Regions from separate parts of the Mus musculus genome. Here region 1 is linked to region 2. Evidence: chromatin contacts called from public Micro-C data. All regions are on one chromosome and are shown on one strand. The core of a region is the stretch at or near the end of the contact, and the rest is flanking DNA. Distances in the headings are between cores, read along the strand shown.

Evidence for each region. A called contact is a pair of places that touch in the nucleus more often than the background predicts.
Region 1: a Micro-C map of embryonic stem cells shows a contact between it and region 2, with 8 times the contacts expected there. The contact joins the promoter of Npy here to the promoter of Zfp467 in region 2. A contact is called at or near these places in 1 of 39 promoter capture datasets (embryonic stem cells) and 2 of 484 Hi-C or Micro-C datasets (both in embryonic stem cells).

What each region holds. Positions count from the first base shown.
Region 1 is chr6:49,817,457-49,824,246 of GRCm38.p6, forward strand. Npy (neuropeptide Y) reads left to right here and starts at 5,254. Exons shown (of 4, transcript NM_023456.3): 1 at 5,254-5,345; 2 at 6,142-6,329. The coding sequence starts at 6,142.
Region 2 is chr6:48,440,848-48,447,987 of GRCm38.p6, forward strand. Zfp467 (zinc finger protein 467) reads right to left here and starts at 4,978. Exons shown (of 5, transcript NM_020589.2): 1 at 4,506-4,978; 2 at 2,565-2,640; 3 at 1,778-1,891; 4 at 1,100-1,213. The coding sequence starts at 2,598. It also overlaps a transcript of Sspo not described here.

The DNA of each region.
Region 1 (6,790 bases), core at 4,004-6,503, 1.4 Mb after region 2:
AGACGTTCTGCTGTTGTATGACCAGGAACGTGGGACTTGAGCTAAAAATGAAATGAAACTGGCCAGAAGAACACAGACAGAGTCTGTCTGAGGAGCCGCATCCAGTGTTCTCTCAAAGGCATCCTTTTGTGCCCGTGCAGGCAAAGCAGAGGAGAGAACTGCAGCTATTGCCAAAATACTTCCAGATTTAATACATATTTTTCCTGTAATTATCTGGATATTTTAGACAAATTTAGGGGTAATTTTGGTTCAAATCATCCTCATAATTGTTCCAATTCTCTAATACATGAATTCCCAGACACTGCTGAGAATACAGAGCAAGAGAACGTGCTGTCAGCAAGCAGCTTCTATTGCACATAGTGCCGAGAAAGAACACGCAGGCGCAGGAAGCTTCCCTGCTCCCTCTTCTACGTAGCTGAAAGAAGTAAGGCAGAATGGCCCAAAGGAAGGAGGAAGGAAGAAGCCAGAAGCATGCCCCATGAGTACAACAGGCCTATGTTAATTCTTATGTTTGTAAAAAACATGAGCCCAGATAGAGTGAAGGGAACAGAAAAAAATTGCGACTGGATGTATGTGGCTTTTGAAAAGTAATCTGAAAATAGCAAAACAGAAGGAAAAATGCAAAGAAATTGAGAATCAGGAGTTTAAATTGCTTGCAACTAGGAATGCCTTTGGCTATACATAGCTAAATATTGACAAGGCTTACAATATACATGTGCTTATTATAGATATCACCTACTTAATGACACAATGTTGTAATTATATTAACTGTATCATTATTCACCAGCCTTCTATAGCAGCTAGTCTTTTAAACTCTTTTGAGGAAAACACTTCAAAGAAAATACTTATATGTGAATGTGCTGGTTTAAATAAATATGATCCCATAGACTCATATGTTTGATACTTGGTCCCTAGCTGATGGAACTATTTGGGACAGAGTAGAAAGTGTAGCCTTGTTGGAATAACTGTGTATTATTTTGCTAAGAGAAAATAACTCTCAAATTATCTAAAAAAATCATATTAGACTATTAAATTGTCACCCTGCATTGTTCTCCAATTTTGCTTAAGTTTGATAAAATAAGGACATATCCCCTTTTAGCTAATGCTGAACTCCCAGTCCTCCTGCCTTGGCTTGCATAGTGCTGCGATTTCAGGCATGGGCAGCCATGTCAGTTTATTTAATACTCAGACTAGACAATGACTTATCAATCAGCATCTTTGCAGAAATTAGTCACTAAACAAGCAGATAAACAAGCTGGGGCCTAAGAGAAGATGAGTTGGTTTTTCAAGTTGAATTATCCTCTTTGTCCCTTGGACTGTGTGGGTGGCACATAATGCTGCTGCATCAGGCTTGATGGAAATGTTCTTGGGTGAGAGAAGCAAGCAGAGATACAGGCTCTCCCACCACCTGGAGTTTGTTACCCATGATTCAGGCTGCTTGCCCATCTCTGTGTCTTGTCTCTGGCTCTCCATAATGGTCCTTTGAAGAGCTTGTTTGTTAGACTTTGAAATCCTAACAGACTTTGACTAATGGATATATAGACAGACAGACAGACAGATAGACAGGCAGACAGTGACACACTGACTCCCAGTTTTGTTTAGCTGAACATCTACTAAGAGACAGATATTCCTCTATGTTTGTACATATGAAGCTTACAATTACAAAATGTTAAAGGCACAAAATAATTTAGAAATAGCACATATGTGTGCACGGAAATAGATAGTTACAGTTGTGAGGCAATCTTTAAAAACAACTGTTTAAAGTTCTGAGAGCTCCACAGTGAGGTAGACCAGAGTTACAATAGCTTAAACATGGAGTACAGTGGCATTGTAACCAAGCCCAGAGTGAAGAAGCAGGGGCTATAATGAAAAGACCATGCTCAGAGGCTTCTAGAAATGATGACAACCTTAAACAAAAAGAAATAAAACAACTCTCAGAACATAGGCATCGGCTGCTAATTGTTAGTGATCTCCTGGCAATGGAAAACAAATGAGGAGTGTCGGGCAAAAGGCACCAGAGAACTGACTGGAGAGCCTGCCAGGTTGCCATGCAGAGCTGAGCGAGTCAGGCAGCCTTGGGAGGTGGGCCTGAGCCTGGAAAGTCCTGCAGTGGGACTATCAGGGGATCTGCAGTATCTCCCACCAAAACTTAGTTGAGTGCTAAATAAATCCTACTTTCAAAGAAGCCACTCAAGGTCAGACAAAGAGCCACCCAGGGGCCTGGGTAAGGAAGGTCCCAAGCTCACAAAGGCTGGGAGTAGCCCAACAGCCAGAGGGGGAAACCTGTCCCCCTCAGCTGTCAGTTATCAGATAAAGCAAGAATGATCTTTGAAAGCAGAAAACAAAATTAACCCTAGACTAAAGCCAGCTTGGCCTCCTCAAAAAAACTGAAGCGCAAGGTGCAACTTGCCAGAGTTTTCATCCTTCCAGAACAAAGCCCAAGTGTTTATAGGGACATATAAAAAAGAGTCCAAGGGCCAACAATGTAAAATCCACAGTCTCTGAAGTCCTATCAAAGATGATGAAGAAGAGGGAAAATGCAGGTCATCATGTGGTGGGAAGCAATCCAAATACAGCAATTGTATGGATGATAGAAGTTATTGATTATGCATATCAGTCTGGGCCTGACAGCACAGGCCTGCAATCCTAAGACTTGGGAGACTGAAACAGTTATTGGGAGTTTAAGGTCATCTTAGACTACATATGGAGAACCTATTTCAAATGTCAAAATAATAGTAATAATAATGATGTGTTAAAAACCTAGAATAAAGAGTTGACATGATGGGTATTAAAGAGACCCATATTGAAATTCTAAAGATGAAAGTTATATTGTCTAAGGTGCGAAATCACTGAATAAAACTGACAAGGATCGCATATTGAAACAGAATAAATGAAGTAACTAAAGATGTAGCAATAGGAACTGGCCAAAATAGAATGAAAAAAAAAAAAACAAATCAAAATAGACTGGCAGTGACCTGTGGGATGGAGCTAACGTCAGTTGATGACTTGATGTTTGTTCCCCTATGGGAAATGACTGCTTACATCAACACAGTGACTTATCAATCAATGCCCTTGCAGAGTTAGTCACAGTACAAGCTGGAAGGAACCTGGGATCTAGGAGAAGCTGAGTTGGTTCTTGAAGTTGAGGGGTGTCTTAGCATGGAAATGTGTCAACGGTACAGTGTGTGCTGTGGACATTTGGGTGAGTCTTAGCTTAAGGGTGTTGGATTAAAAAAAATTAAAAGCACAGATGAGAAGCTATTGTGGAGCTGGGCTAGATATGCAAACAACTCTGTATGTCAGGAGACAGACCCATGGAGGAAGGGAACCGGGAGTAGCAGGAGAGGGCACTGTCAGAGGGATGTCAAAAGTCCAGGAGGTGATGAACCTATGTTCTTTATGGATTCGTGAATGTGTATCCAAGGGAATCTTTCAAACATCCGAAGCTTCTTAGTATATTTTATTGATAGTTTAGAAAAGCTATTACAATGAATGATCACGCATATAAATAAAAAGTCAATGAAGTTGACTTTGGAACAAAGGAGAGAGCCAGCAGCTAGGACACTGCTGCTTTGAATGACGTTTGATTTTGTTTGTTGGGGGAGAGGTTGTTTCTATGAGCTACCAATGATTTCAGGAAGCCACCAAAGGAGTTAATTGATGGAGTGGTATCAGCAGAATGTTGAGAGCTCAAGGCCAGATGATGCAGCTTGGACAACAAGGAAGAGAACAGTGTGACATCCTGGGCACACCCTCCCTTGACTTTATTTTCCAAATGCTGATGGGAAAAGTTCTTGTTTTCAAGCACCGACATTATAAAGGAAGTGAATCAGATTCCCAGAGTCCCTGCTCAAAAGTGGTGCCCCTCCCTCGCGCCCTAAGGTGTACTTTCTCCGAGATCCTGTGACTCCTGCTAAATCCAGGCTTCAACTGATGTGAATCTCTGATTCACTACAAAAATATAATTACATTATTGAACAGTAGTGTGTGCCTTCCTCCTTATCAGAGAGGACTTGTTAGATGCTTTGCCTTTTATCAAATGTCCTCATGTGGGCACAAAAGCAGCCCTGACAGCTCAGTGTTTGTGGCCCTGGTGCAGGTTTCTGACGTAGGGAAAGTGAAGTCTTCCAGCTGCGAGGGATATTGTTGTTCTGGTTTATCATTCGATCACATAGTCTCTCTCTCTCTCTCTCTCTCTCTCTCTCTCTCTCTCTCTCTCTCTCACTCTCTCTCTCTCTCTTCCTCCCTCCCTCCCTCCCTCTCTCCCTCCCTCCCTCTCTCCCTCTTATTAGTAGTCAATTTAGCACTATTTAAACAACCCGCAAAGTGACACTCAAACGAAATCATTTAGTTTAGCTTTAAAATAACGCGTAAATTCCACTTTAGCAATGGACCATTTCACTTAGATTCAAACTTCCAGGGGCACTTACTCAAGCGTACCTTGTAAAAATCCCTATCTGGTAAACATAACTTCAATATCGTTCATATTTATTCAACAAGTTTAACGCGACAAGCACACTGGTGTTGGTTTTTTAATCTGCTCCATTTCAATCTGAAAGCAAGTGCTCATTCAGACGCTAACCAAGCTCACTCGGGACTTCACAGGGTTTACAGACAGGGGTGCGAATCGCCGCCACTTTCCACTCTAGATACAGAAGCTCATGGACCGCGGGCTCCCAGTGGCAGCCTCGGGGAGTTTCTGGCTGAGGCCGAACCCGGCTAGCAGCGTTGGGGAGAGTGCTTGGGGGAGGGCCCACCTTTTGGGGAGACCAGTAGATCCAATGGGTCTATGGAAGCCACTGGGACCTTGCGGTCCCGCACACCTGCACCGGGAGCGGGAAAAACCTCGCTCGCCTGCCTCCCTCCCAGAGCGCGCAGTTATCCCGCGGGCCCCAGATATGCTCCCCAAGTAGAATATTCAGGTCCCTACAGACCCGCACGCAGAGAGCTGACAATTCCCGCGACAGGCAACCTAAGCGGTCCCGCTTCATCTCCCTAGCGGGACTCGACGGTCGGGGATAGAGAGAGGGCTCCGAGGGTGCTCACTCTTGACTGTTCCCTTCTCCCCGCAGAGCGGGCCGCTTAGAATTGGGGTGTGGGTGGCTCCAGACGCCGCCACTCGAGCGGCAGTGGCTCCAGCCTCCTCCCCCGCCGCTGGGGGCGGGAAGTGGCTGTGGGAGTCACCCGGGCGTGACTGCCCCCGAGGCCCCTCCTGCCGCGACAAGGGCGCTCCATAAAAGCCTGTGGGCGACCCGCTCTCCGCATCCCACCGGTGGATCTCTTCTCTCACAGAGGCACCCAGAGCAGAGCACCCGCCGCTCAGCGACGACTGCCCGCCCGCCACGGTGAGTGCCAGGATCAACTGGGACAGGGGCGCGGGCTCCCAGACGCCAGTGAACTTGCCCCGCAGCCGGTCCCCTGAGCTTGCTCTGCCAGCTTGACACCCAGCTCTTTGGGGCGCCTAAATTTCACTTGCTGGACTCAGGTTCTACTGTCCACCTGCCCTTCCCCGGGACCCTCCAATCTGGGCGCCCCGCCTCCGTGCCTCTTATCTTTTGAGGGTAGGGAGAAGAACCTGGGAACACCTATCCCAGGGCAGCGGTGGGGTTTTGTTTGGTTGTTTGTTTGTTTGGTTGGTTGGTTGGTTACAACCAGGAACCCAGATTGCATGTGTGCTCCTAGTGGGAGATTCCCCCAAGTATTGTCTCTAGCACGGTGAGCTCTGTTGCCTCCAAAATCCGAACTGAGCCTCTGGGTATCCGACTGTCACAGCGCTTGTAGCCACACAAATCAAAAGCAACCCAGAAGAAAAGTTTTCTCCTCCAAGGGTGATTTAGGAACGAGAGGAGAAAAGTGGTCATTCTTTAAGATAGAGGGCAGAACTTCCAATTCTGTTCTGAAAAGGGGACCTCTGCCTCTCACCAGGAGAATCGGAGGAAGTTTTCTGAAATATGTGGACGGGGCAGAAGATCCAGGTCGGGGCAAGTGGTCTTCTAAAGATTTGGAAGTGGCGCCTGCCCAGTCTGGGCTTTTATTCTAGGGTCTGGGATGGGATTAGATGAGGGTCTAGAGTGATAGCTGGAATTGGGACAAAGACGAGCAATCTCAGCATCTCCAAGTCTGAGCCTTCTGTATCCACAGATGCTAGGTAACAAGCGAATGGGGCTGTGTGGACTGACCCTCGCTCTATCTCTGCTCGTGTGTTTGGGCATTCTGGCTGAGGGGTACCCCTCCAAGCCGGACAATCCGGGCGAGGACGCGCCAGCAGAGGACATGGCCAGATACTACTCCGCTCTGCGACACTACATCAATCTCATCACCAGACAGAGGTGGGTGCATACGCGGCTGGTACCTAGAGCCGGGAAAACTTGCGGTTCTGGAGATCTTGGACATCAGGGATCATTTCTTTCTCCTTGTTCATAGGGCAGGATCAGACATAAATTCAGCTCTAGATAAATATGTGAGCTGGGTACACACTCCACAAACTGGATACATTGTCTTTGTCACTAGACTTTCTCTCCAAGACCCAAGCCCAAGGTTCAGTGCCTCTAGGCTGTCCTCTGTCTGCCACTTACCTTTCCTGCCTTTTTTGCTTACATCAGTTGGAGATTTACCCAGCACATATCTCGGGGGAAAGGCCTGCATTGGGCAGGGGTGCAGAAGTGTAAAGGTGTAGGGAGAAGAGGAACCCTGATTTAGAGTAAACAACCACAGTCAAAGAAAACCAAGGACACAATCCAGCTGTCAAAAGGGTGGAGAGATCTTTGAGCCTGCCCAGGGCAAAGGGAGT
Region 2 (7,140 bases), core at 3,728-6,227:
AACAGCTTCTGGTTTCACGAGGGGGCCCCCCTTTTCGTGCAGGTGTGAAGCTTTGTCCTTCACTCTGCTGCTCCCCAACCTGTCACAGATCACCTTTCCTGCTTCCTGCCTGGAAGTCCTTTCTCAGCCAACAATGTCCCCTCCTCCACCCCACTTACAGCAGCTGAAATCCATGTTCCTCTCACATTGCAGCACACCAAGCAACATTTTGACATGCCTAGCACATAAAGATCCTTTACCATAAACCCCTATAGCAATTACCATTAATATTAGCTTCCATGAACCTGTGGCTATGTATTGTTGGTTTAATTATTTGCCCTGCCTCATAGTAACAGCAGCCCAACTCTGGTTTAACTTCTGGATGGCAGACATCTTGAATTCTAAAATCAGCTCTATGGCCATTTGTTTGAGGCCAACTAGGGATTAGGCAGTGTGCATGTAGCATCACAAAGCTTCACACTAGCCATGATGTTACTGTCACCCTGAAGACAGGTGAACAAAAGACCCCTGGAGGGAACACAGCATCCCGCCCCAGAACGTTCAGCAGGTTAGTGCAGAGCAAGGGCTGTGCAGCTAGGTGCCCTGTCTTTCCCTGCCATACTCAACACCTCTGTGCAGTGTGCACTCAATAAACCTTTCTTGAGTCAGTGATGCTATTCAAGCAAGTGGTGATGAATGGAAGAAGTGTGTGTGTCTCTGTGTGTATGTTTGCACACACGTGTGTGCTACAGATTGGGGGCCCTTGGTATCATGAAGATCAGCAAGATTTGGGGAAAGGGGCACGCAGGGTAGCGGCAGCAAACATACTGATGAATACCCTGTATCTTTGTGGCAATTATAATCCAAGAGAACAACAGCGTACATGAATGGGGGAGAGGGGATGATGAGGGGAGTTGGGACTTCCAGAAGGGAGATGCACTTCTGGTACCTGCTTCTCCCATTCCACTGTCCACAGATGTGAAACTCCTTGTGAGCGCTGAAGTACTACAGAGGAAAAGGGAGAGGGCCTGAAACACAGCTATCTCCTCAGAGAGAAGCCGTGGAATTAGTTTGGTCCCTGGTCCTTTAGCCTGATCCTCAGAGCATCAGGAAGACTCACCTGGGACAGAGCCTGCAGGTTCGGCCTTCTGTGGGGTACTGGCCTGGCTGCCCATACAAGGAGCTTCAGCTTGTTCTGTGTGGATGCCTTCTTTCTGGCCAGGAGTCTCATGCCCTAAAAGAGAAAAGGATGCCCCAAGGACTCCAAAAACATCACACATGAAAAGCAAACCCCATTGGTTCTAGAAGGCAAGCCTGAACTTCCCAAAGATCTCTGTTCTACATCATACCAGCAAAGGCAGATTCCAGATAGCCAGAGCAGGTGCTAAGGGTGGACAGGAGCCACAATTGTAAGGAATTTCTGGACTATGTGTTTTATAAGCTCCAAGGCAAAACATGTGAGGAAAGAGAATGGGAAGGAGCCAGGCTAGATCTCGCCTTAGGCATTCCTGCCTCGGCCCACCTGCAGCCACTTGGTCCCTCTCACTGTGCTGTTATCACCCCTATAGCACTTTCTGTCTTCTACGGTGGCTTACAATTTTTAGCATGCTTACATTTCTTGTTGGCTGACTGCTGCCCATTCTAAGATTAAGTTCCTCGCAGGGAAGGACCTAGGTCTATTTAGTGCCTAAGGTTTTACAACTGTCCGGAATAGCTTCCAGCAGAGTAGGTGCTTAACAGATAGCTTGTGGAAGAAGGAATATTCCCTCCAGAGCCACACTCCATGGTACCCACTTACCTGAGCAGGAGTGCAGTGTGCTCTCTCCTCTGGATGACATCTTCTCCTGGGCATTACTGAACCCATCCCTGGGCTCACTCTGGGGAGCCATCTCTGGCTGTCCCACTGAGAATCCTGTTATAGGCAGAGGGATGAGTTCAAGTGAAGCTTCTAGTATTGAACTGGTACCAGCGATGGGGCATTTTCCCAGCCGGTCTGGGGAGAAAGGTACCTCTTGTCTGTATGGATAAAGGACTGCCCAAGCTCCCCAGCAGTCTGGCCAGGTATTAAGCTCGGCCCTTTTAATCGAGGGGAGAAAAAAGAAAAGAAATTGGGTAGTTTGAAATAGGGAAAAAAAAAAAAAAAGAAGAAGAAGAATTCCAGTGCTGGGTGGGGGAGATGCCTCAGTGGGTAAAGGTACTTGCTCTGTGCCTAACGATCTGCATTTGGTTCAAAACCCACATGGTAGCAGATAACTCAAAAAAAAAAAAGTTCTCTCACCTCCACACATGAGGTAGACATAATAAACACAATAAATAAATATGTAAGTGCAATGAGTTTTGTTTGTTTGTTTGCTTGCTTGCTTGCTTTTAGCTTCCAGTTCTCTGTGAATCCCATGCACACATACAATCTAGTATTATCATCCTGGTCTGGTCACTGAGATACATAATGGTGACCTAAAAAGATGTCTGCTTCTCCAGGCTGCCATGGTTTGGGGCTCAGGGTTGTATACCCCTGAGGGACGACACTGCTACACTTCGGATGCCTAGGAACTCCCACCCTCCTGGTTCCTTTGTCCCCCACTCACCCAAGGAGTTCAGGGCCTCCAGGGTCTCTCTCATGGCCACCAGGAGTGGCTCTCCTAGGTGATCAGGCCACAGACCCTAAAAAGACAGCCCTGTTCAGATTCTTCCTGATGGCCTCCAGCTAGGTCTCAGCTATCCCCAAGAACTCCAAAGTGAAGCCCTAGGCACAGGTGAGGGAACAGAGGCCTCTGAAGATGAATACCCAATCACATGGAGCCTCCTGCAAACTCTGCTTGGCAATGGATATCAGCCCTGGTCCCCACCTGTCAAGTCTTCAAAACCGTCCCCAAACCATCAGCAGTCACTCACCACCCACTGTGTCTTTGCCAGGGTAAGTACAGGGACCACTTAATTCTCTGGACCAAGATGGGGAGAGGGAAGCTACACGTGGACCCTTCAGCCCCTAGGGCAGTAGCTAGTGAAATGAGAGCCAGCCCTGGAGGACCAGTAACACTTTAGGGATACGGGGGTGGGAGGAGGTGAACAAGGGCTATTGCAGAGGTAGTAAATGACTCTGACTTCCTCTCCCTAAACCCCTACCTCAAAGACTCACAACCCCCATAGGACTAACCGGGCGAGAACAACCCCCACACCAGGCCAGGACACTCCCCGATTTTTGCACTTCTCAGCTCCACTTCCAACCGGTTCTCTGCCCCTCCTTTAGCAGGCTCCCCTCCCCCTTCCCTGGCAGCCTTCCCTCTGCCCCTCCCCTCTCGCTGCCTTCCGCCCTCTCTCCCCACCAAATCTGGCAGCCTTTTGGGGCTCCTCCTCTTGCCCCGCCCCTTTGGCTCCTCCCTTGCGCGCACCCGTCGGGTCAACCCCCAGGGGCCCCCTTCGAGTCGGCCCTCAGCAGCTACGGCCTCTCCCGACCCTCCTCTACCAGCAGTCTTGGGCAGCGCTCCCCTCCCCCTTCCTCCTGTGCCCGCCCGCCTAGTTCTCCGCACGCCACCCCCTCCCCAGGCTGCACACTCCCTCCCTTCCTTCCCCCTCCTCTTTTCCTTCCTCCCCCCCCCCACTCCCGCCCTCCCCTTCTCAGCTGCTCTCCCCCATCCGCTTGCCCCTCCCCTCTCCTCCCCCACTCGGGTTTCTTTTCCTTCTTTCCTCTCCTCAGTTCCCTCCCCCTCCCCCACACCAGCCTCCCCTCTGCTTCCCTCCCTCCCGCTGCTCTCCTTCCCCCCTCAGCGGCCCCCGCCTCCCTTCCCCCTCTGCCTACCCTGCAAGCTCCGGCTCCGCTTCTCTCCCCTCCCGGTCCCCAGCCTTGTTCTTCCCCTCCCCCTCCTAGTCCGCTCCCTAGCTTCCAGGTCTCACGCCCCCCATCTTGGGGGGGGGAATCCAAGCTAACCCCACATTCTCTGGACCTACTCCCTCGTTCTGCCCCTCCCCATACCCCTTTCTTCCCAACACACCTCCCTCTCAGCAGCCCCCTTGCCCATTTCTGCTCCCCACTGACTTCACGCCCTCTCCGGAGTTTTCCTTCTGACTAGACTCCCCCCAATCCCCGCCCCTGTTAGAGCTCCGGAGTCACTCCGGGTCCCGGCCCCCTGCCCTGCTCTAGGCTCACCTGTCAGCGTCCTTCGCTCCCGACCAGCCCCATCCCTGAGCCCGTTTCCTGCCCTTTCGCACTGGACCCTTCCTCTATCCCGAGGAACCCTACTCCCGCTCCTGGGGATCCTCCCCGCAGGCCCCTCCCGCCCTCTTCCCACCTGCTCCCACCGGGCCTCCCCGAGTCCTTGCCCTCCCCTCCAGTTTCCTAGTCTCCCCATCTGCGCCAGGACCCTCCCTCCTGACTCCCTTCCCTCCTGGTCTGACCCCCCCCCTCCCCCACACTCGCGTCTGCGCGCCCCTTCCCTCGGGGTTGTCACCTGCCGTGGGTCGGCAGGGCTTGTAAAGCTCCGTTTGGGTGGCGGGGGAGACGCCTGCCCGGGAGTCTCGGGTGTCCTTACCTGGCGGGCTCCTGCGGCTACGTGCCGCGGCCCGCTTCGGGGACCCAGGCGCTCGGGCCTCCGGTCCCGGGCGGCCGTTTGCACAATGGCGCCGGCTGCCTGCAGCTTGGGTGCGGGCTGCCCGAAAGACTCCGGGACTGACAGCCCTGAAACTTCGCGGGGAGGGGAAGGAAAGACGCGGAGGGAGAGGGTGTGGGGCAGCGTTGCGGGTGATCGGGGGGAGGAACCCGGGAAGCGGGAACACTGCTCCGGGGCACAGGCTAAAGCGGAGGGTCTTCGAGAGACCTGCCGCGGGAGGGTGCACTAATGGGCTTGGGTGCAGGTGACGGTCTGAGGGCAAGATGCCCGGAGTGTGGAGATGGAAAGTGGGAGCTTAGGACCGAGGAAGGGCAGAGGGGAGAGGAAGGAGAAGAAGAGGCTAGAAGGAAGGGCACTCGGGCTAGAAGGGAGGGTGCTCACAGCCTAGGAGGGAGGAGCTGGAGAAAGGTGGAGCGCGGAACGGGGTGGTGGTGGTAGTAGTGAAGAGTTGGGGGGAGTAGGGAGAGGAGGGGGCGTGTTTGGGGAGGAGAGCAATGTGTGTATGGCTGTCTTTAAAATCGCCAGTGGCAGCCGAGTAAGTGGTAGCGCCGCGGTCCCGCGGGAGACTGTCTGGCCAGCAGAGATTGGGAGAATCGGTCAAAAAACTCTCCACCAGGATCCACCCAGACCGGAGGACGCGATCCAAGTCTCACCGCGGAGACTGAGGATTAAGAACCAATCTAAGAGGGCAGAGAGAGGGCTCTCAAAGTAGAAAATGGGGAAAAAGGAACCAAGTCCCCGACTGAGACCGCTGGACAGGCATGGAAACTGCAGGGGGTGAGGTGGGGCGGGGCTGGGCGGGGGCGGGGGAGTGTTGTCCGTGGGTAAGAAAACCTCCTGGCGTTAGGTGTGGATCTCTCCCCAGACTTCCACCATTTCTGCTCATGGGTGCAGGTACTCCTAAGCCATCCCCCTCTGCTCTTCAGACACCCTCACCCAGCCCTGGAATTAAAATCTAGGCTGGATATTCCATGCCCTGTGATTTTTCTTCAAACTCCCATGGGCTCCCATTTCCGCCTGCCTGCCCCTGTAGGGAAAAGGGCAGATCCAAGTTACATTTCTCCCCAGTCCAAGCTTCCCTTGTCAGCCAAGTTGCAGAACAGAGCTGCTGGGAGAGAGTCTGGGAAGAGGAGGCCATTAAATGGCCCTCTTGGATAGGACACGGTCCCTGACAATGGCACCCTGACACAAGGATAGTGACACCTGTGGAATCAGGGCAGTGACCCAAGGCTAGCCTTATAAGATGGAGCAGGGATGTCCTCAACATTTACAGATAGTTAGAGTGAAATCTGGAGCAATGGAGACCGACCTGAAGGATCAGGAGGTCCTGTGACTCAAGATGCAAAAGGCTCTTTTAATAACTGGCTGCTTCACTGAGTAAAGATGGCTAGGAGCAGAGTTTGTGTCCCTCTCTGTGTGCAAGAATGGGCTTTGAGAACTGCAGTCCACGTATGTAGGATATGCAGGAACAGTGGCCAGGTGAGAATGTTAGAGAAGTTAGAAGGACACTGTGCCCAGAATAGATGCTGACCCTTCCCCAGGACTGCTCAACTCCCAGGCACCAACCCTAGATATCTGGAAGCAACTGGGGAAACTCATACTGGCCCTATTTTGGTCCCAGGCCCAATAGTAGGCCCAGAGGAAGGAACCCCCAGGCCAGGTGGGGTGCACCAGGTGGGGTGACCATGCAGGATGCCCAGTGGGACCTCATTTCATTATGAAATAGAAGGATTCAGAGTTTCCGGTCCAGCCGCATTCCAGCCCAGTGGCCTTGGAGGCCTACTGGTGACCAGGATGTAACCAGGATTTGCCTGTGGAGCCTGCAGCTGCCTCCTCTAAACCAGACGGATGCTGGGATTATTCTATCCGGCTTAACACTGCTCCATCCAGGGGCAGGGGGAACAAGCTCCCCCCGCCCCCGCTCTTATTCCACCCTTCTCTCCTTCCCATCTTCCTGGATCCTTTCAGTGTTTGAATGCTTTGGGGCCCTCAGAAAAACCACAGGTGACCAAATGGCCCCAACCACCTCATACAGATACCCTCAAAAGACTGACTTCACTGAGCGAAGGGTTTACGGTTCCATATTGTCTCCACATAACTTGGGTGTTTTCTCTTCCTGTGCACCTGAGCTGAGGGGACAGGGAGAGGAAAGAGCATAGAGAGAACACCATAATAAAGGCAATGGCTTATTTCATGTGTTTTGCCTATATATATGGGTGGTTATGAGCTAAAAGTTTGGTTGCTGAGAACCAAATCTGGGAGTATCAAGTGTTCTAAAACACTGAGCCACCTTCTCTCTAGCCCTGCAGTTTTTGGAGGGTGGAGAGACCCTCCCACACCTGAAGTTTCAAAAAGCTTATTGAGGCCCATCTGTGCAGCCTTGGAAAGTCCCTGAAGTTTTTACTGGTAAGGAAACAAACGCCCAGAAAGGGAAGGTGTCTTGACCACACTCATATATTAGTTTGTGGTAGTGCTTGACAGTGTAGAAAAGCCAGGGGCTCAAAGTGTCCAGCTGTGGTCCCCTCACACACCCACACTCCTGGATGGGTGGGATGGG